Linked DNA regions of Mus musculus: region 1 is linked to region 2. The links are chromatin contacts, called in public Hi-C maps. All regions are on one chromosome and are shown on one strand. The core of a region is the stretch at or near the end of the contact, and the rest is flanking DNA. Distances in the headings are between cores, read along the strand shown.

Region 1 (2,817 bases), core at 219-2,718, 290 kb before region 2:
CCACACCTTCTAATCCTCATCAAATAGTGCCATATGGGACATATGGGAGTCACTGTTGTTCAAACCTCCGCGTTAGAAGTGCTTGCTTACTTTGTGGCTGGATAGAAATCAGGTAACTAATTGCACAGTACAAGGTTCTTTCAATGGGATGCAAACCCACAGTGAATCTAACCAGGATTCATTTGTTTCCATTCCCTCAAGCTTCTCACTGAAGCACTTCTGCCCTCACTCTGCCCATATGTAGGGTCTCTACACAGATTTTCCCCAACGTGTCTGAGAAATACAATGTATCATGAAGTCTTCATTGTTTAAAATGTAACGGCACAGATGTGTTTCTAGATCTTTCCTCACAGGGTTGCCTTTTTAACAAAATATACTCAAAGCAAACATTTCCTGGTAACATAAAAGGGAAAACATACAGGTAAAGAAAAATCTCTCTTCCAGGTAGAGACTTGTCTTATGCTTCCAAAGGGGCACAGAGCTCCCGATTCATATCTTGTATGAGACTGCCGAGCCTCAGAAATACCATGATCTGCTCTCTCCTGCATCATGAAGAACCAGAAAGGTTGGTGTGGACTCCAGACTGAATCTGGAAGAGGGTATGTGCTACAGGGGACTCGAGTCTATTTCTCCACATCTGGGTGCTGGAGAACCAGGGACTTTAATGCCCAGGGAGGAGGATGAGAAACTGCCTTTTCCAGTATCTTTTCTTTCTTTCAAGGCAGATTTTCCTAACTAGGTCAACTGATTGAAATGCGAATGTTTCAGAGAACCCTGCAGACACACCTGTGCTAGTGCTGTACCAGTTATCTGGGTTTCCTTTAGAGCAGTCAGGTTGACATCTCATCTTAAACACAACAGAGCAAGTACCTGTTTCCTATGTATCGAACTGTCAATGGAGCTGGAAAGCTGGTGCACACAAGGATTGATTTAATATAGGGAACTAGGGCTTTCTGACAGCATCAAGGAGTTGGAATGGAGCCACTGCTCAAGAGCACAGCCCCAGAAAGCAGAAGGCCGTGACTTTCACCATCTGCAAGCTAGAGACTAGACCTTGGTTGGCTTAGTCACTGTCACCTCTCAGTTCCCATCTCCTGTCTGTGGACAATAACAAGCAGAAAGCTGGCTTTTCCTTACCCCTGCCTTCCTAGTCAGGTGTCAGCACGCGGTATTAATGTTCTCATAACAAATTACCTAACAAAGGCAAGGGGTCTATTTTAGTCAGTGGTGTAAGGGAACAATCCATCAGGGCAAGGGAGACACAATGGAGAGAGTGTCTCTAGTCATGATAGCAGGAGTGTGAGGAAGATGCTCACACAGGTCCACAGTCAGAAATCACAGAGATGCATGCTGGGGCTCAAATGCCCCGCCCCCTTTGCAATTTAGTCCTGGACTCCAGCCCACGGGATGGTGCAACCACATTCAGGGTGGCTCTTCTCTCCTCTGTTAAACCTCATTAAACAGAGACACGTCTAGAGGCCTCTCTCCCAGGTGATTCCAAGTCCGTACCTGTGATTAACCATCACATCCATCTCATCTAGGAGGCCAGTTTTCATCCGGGACATTATTTGCAAAGGTTTCTGGGAAATGTGGTTTTAAATACGAAGCTCTGCAATTCTGGAGACATTCTAGCATCCAGACAGAGGGTTCAGAAGCCAATAAGTACAATATTCTTCCCCCTGTAGTTGGCACATCTTTAAACACAGTTGTATGTGTTTAGCTCGCTTCTAAACAGATGGGGGCATGCAGCACACAGTTGTGCATTCCAGTTGTGCATTCCAGCTGTGCATTCCAGTTTTCCATTTAGGCTGCACTGAGACTGGGGATACCTCCGTGCCTGTGGCTCTACCCCATTCTTTCCTAGGCTGTGTCCCACATCACTGTACAGCGGTACCACAATCACTGCAACCAGTCCCCTGCAGATGGGCATTCTGACGCCTTTCAGAATTCTACATCTACAATCAATTATAACCTGGATTTCGGGTTTTTGTATGTACAAGCAATTGTACACCTAGCAGTGCTTTCTATAGCTTTGGTACATTTGAAGAGTGAGTATTATCACCATGGATCCTGGAGAACGAGTCTTTTCTCTCACTGCAGGGTCTGTGCCTGGTTACCCCTTGTCCCTGAAGCTCCTTCATCCAAGGAAATATCAGTTTTCCTGAAACACACACACACACTGTTTAATATTTCACAGAGCACTGGGTATCTAGATAGAGCAGGTAATACTGGTATCTAGTTCTGCACACAATGACACTTGGGTGACAGTTTAGGTGATGTGTCCAAAGTCATACACTTAGTTAGTGGCAAATTTGGATTTGAGCTCAAGTCTCCAGTTTAAAAGGTGCACGTTTCCGAGCAGAGCAGTGCACAAAATAATGTTTTGTGTTGTATAAATACAGAGAATGGTCTTGTTCACTTTTGTATTCTTAACTTTTTGCCTAATACATCTCTGGTGCTTACTGACCATGGACTGAGTAAATGGTCACTTGGTGCTGCCTTGCAGAGAAACATTGTATTTAGAGTTTATAATGTAACACGGAGATAGCTTTCATTTCTCGATGAGATCCAACTCAAATAGAAAACCTTTCTGGAAGTTGTTAATCAGGAGACATTGAAATGGTGCCGCAACTCACTATTGGTCCACAAGAGGGCGGTGTTAGAAAAGCGTGAGAAACCGGCCTCTGCGCCTTCTCTGAAGTTCTCAGAAGGAACGCAAACAAGCCTTTTGCTTATTGCTATGCTAACCAAGTAGATTTAAAGAATAGATGTAGTTATTAGTAGATTATAACCAGAAATAGGGAAACAAATCTAACC
Region 2 (2,739 bases), core at 170-2,669:
TCAGTCATTTTCTGATATCGTCAGTTTTCACTGTTCATTTCTTGAAACTGTATCGTTAAGCCAGGACCTGGCCAAGGTCCACCGATCCCCGTGGAGGTCACATCTCTAAAACCCCCTTTCAGTAGAATTCTCTTCCTCCCTTCTTCCTCCACCTTTCACTTTTATCTAATGGAAGAAATGTCTCCAACCTTCTGGGTTCCTACCTTTTTATCTGTCATTTTGTGAGTTCTACCAGATTCTCCTCTGGTTTCTTTTCATAGATATGTACAATGGGCCTTGAAGACTTAGAGAATATTTTTGAAATGTTTAAGAAAAGGATTGCTCTGTGAGAAGGGACTTTAAGTGCCACAGTGTGTGATAGCAAAGGTGGAGGGAGACATGTTAGCAAAGCAGATAGTGGGCATGCTCAGATTTCCATTGTTGTTCAAAAGCCTACTCCTGAACCCCGTGTTTGCTCATTTGGGAATTAGAGGTACTGCAGATCAGCATGTCTTGAAATGTTTTCCCACCTCAACTATAGTGGTAAATGTCAAAAGTACAAAATTCAATGGTTATGTGTACAGTTTAATTAATGGTGAGTGGTGTGTATAAAAATGTATATTCTTTTCAAGATCCGAAATAGCAACCTGTTGGCTCGTCGCCGCGGAATCCCGGAGTGCATCCTGCTAGTTACCCAGCGCATCACAAAGTACCCAGTCTTGGTGGAAAGGATCCTGCAGTACACCAAGGGTGAGAGATTATTTCTGGGACCTTTCCCTGTCTTGTGAGTTTTAGTCACAACTGAGGGGTCCCGAAGAGCCTTGAGTGCTGAGTTCTTCCACTCACAAATGCTCTCCCTGTGAGCAAGCTTTTAAAGCCTCGAGTTGTAACTCATTTTTGGGAAATTACTTTATTTTTAATCCCGTTTATTCTGTGGTTGGGAAGTAGTATGCACGGCATACGTGTGATGATCAGAGACCTTGCAGAATTTGGTCCTTTCCTTCTGCCACTTTTATTTTATGCTTCTTTAGAACTTAATGCATGAGAGAACATAAAAATAGCGTTTGGAGATAGCAGCATAGATTTTTGCTCTCAGCGAGAGAATGAATAAAAAACAATAGGGCTTTTCATTTTGCATTGTGCGGATTTTCTTAAGGTTCTACGATATCCCAGGAACTAAACTGTGTCAGATAATGTTAGTCAATTAGTCTCACTCCAGGGTTCACTCCCATGCCAAGTTCTTGGTAGACTAGATAGCAGCAGTGATCTGCTCCCCTTAGCAGTGGGAGCTGCGTCTGTGACATCTTGGCAGAGTCATCGAGATAGCATACAGATGCCCCCTCCTCCGAGCAGGCATTGCCAAAGGCCAATCCTGAGCCTTCCGGAGCCTTGGCCATCGGTTCTCACAACTGTTAATGGGAGCGGTCCTCAGCCTCACTATCTGTCCTTCACAAGGGGGTGTGTCCACATGCAGATTCTGAGTCAGTGGGTGTGAGTAGAGCTGGGGGTCGGGGAGAATTTGAAAAGACCCCCACGGAGGCCGGTGCTGTTACCTTTGGGTTGTGAATCATTGGGAGAGAGTGATCTGTAAGACTTTGAACCTTCTCTGGTAGTTACTCTGGGTCATCTGGTAATTCAACTTCACTTTTCTTTCCTAGTTTTGAAGTAGTTTCTTTATAAGTAAATTTCCTTATAAAGACTAGAAAGGCGCTGTCAAGGAGTGAGGTGTGTTCTTTGGAAGACAGCGATCCCCTTTGAACTATGGGGATCGGGTGTGCTCTGTGGGTGTTCTGATAGCGCTCCCAGCATCTGTGTGTGCACTGGAAACCTTAAAGGAAGAGACTCTGGAGGACCAATTCTGCTCTCCTCACTGCTCTTTCTAAACACGTGTTTCTTCAGCTGGAGCCTCCGGAGAGCCTTTGGCTTCTCTGCCAGTTTTCTGGTTTTCCCTCCCTCTTCCTCCCTTCCTCTTCGCTCTTCAGGCTCAGGCCCCTGAGCAAATATCAACTAGCTGATCTTTATCATCAAATCCCCCCAAAGTAGCCAGATTCCCTTCCATCTGCCGTTTCCAGAACCCAGTCTCTGGAACTCCTCCAGACCTTTTTCTTAAGACAGCCTGGAGGTGAGAGGAGTGGCCGTTGGTTTAAAGAGTAACGGGAGCTACAGTCTGTTCTGTATGCAAAGCCTGGCTGACTTCTGTGAGGCTCAGTGCCTGGGACCTCAAAATGTTTTTCTTTACTTTCAAGATCAGAAGAAAAAATGATAGGTCAAGAACATTTTAATTATAACATTAAGATCCTCAATTTTATGCTAATATAATTTTGAATAATTTTTTTTTAAGAACCCAGAAGACAAATGAGTCTTGGGCCATTTAAATCACCCTGTGGCTCCATTTCAGAGGACATGAGCTTGGCCCCACAGCTGGCTTCAGTCGTTAGAAATACAGCATGGGGTAACTTACCTGTTTCTAGGAAGGGAGGAGTGCCCAGGTTACGCCAAACATAGCCTCTGCTTATATTACATATAATATATATTCATTATATAATATACTATAATTATATTACACATATATACATATATGGATAGATAGATAGATAGATAGATAGATAGATAGATAGATAGATAGATAGACAGGTAGCATATAATATGTGCTACTTTTTTTCTTGCTGTGACAAAATACCAGATAAGAAGGAGCTTCAAGAAGAAAGGGTTAATTTTGTCTCACAGTCTGTCATGACAGGGAAGGCGTGGCAGTCGGGG

Evidence for each region. A called contact is a pair of places that touch in the nucleus more often than the background predicts.
Region 1: a contact with region 2 is called in a Hi-C map of the N1E-115 cell line, with 3 times the contacts expected there. The contact joins two enhancer-like sites. A contact is called at or near these places in 3 of 39 promoter capture datasets (the 3T3-L1 cell line, embryonic stem cells and hippocampal neurons), 1 of 15 datasets of contacts at CTCF or cohesin (stem cell-derived epiblast-like cells), 36 of 484 Hi-C or Micro-C datasets (3T3-L1-derived adipocytes, the C2C12 cell line, the N1E-115 cell line and 21 more), 7 of 115 datasets of contacts at active chromatin or transcription factors (embryonic stem cells, epiblast stem cells, extraembryonic endoderm stem cells and 3 more) and 2 of 9 other capture datasets (adipose tissue and embryonic stem cells).

The regions. Positions count from the first base shown.
Region 1 is chr13:98,240,277-98,243,093 of GRCm38.p6, reverse strand. No RefSeq gene overlaps it. Among named protein-coding and RNA genes, the nearest start is that of Utp15, 21 kb to the left of the region's middle. Within about 2 kb of position 1,468, at least 5 of the 459 cell types and tissues checked have an H3K27ac peak or open chromatin away from gene starts, as enhancers often do. A contact at or near this core is called in the N1E-115 cell line, where this site is marked.
Region 2 is chr13:97,954,516-97,957,254 of GRCm38.p6, reverse strand. Arhgef28 (Rho guanine nucleotide exchange factor (GEF) 28) reads left to right here. Exons shown (of 36, transcript NM_012026.2): 24 at 612-729. Among named protein-coding and RNA genes, the nearest start is that of Gm34388, 62 kb to the right of the region's middle. Within about 2 kb of position 1,419, at least 4 of the 459 cell types and tissues checked have an H3K27ac peak or open chromatin away from gene starts, as enhancers often do. A contact at or near this core is called in the N1E-115 cell line, where this site is marked.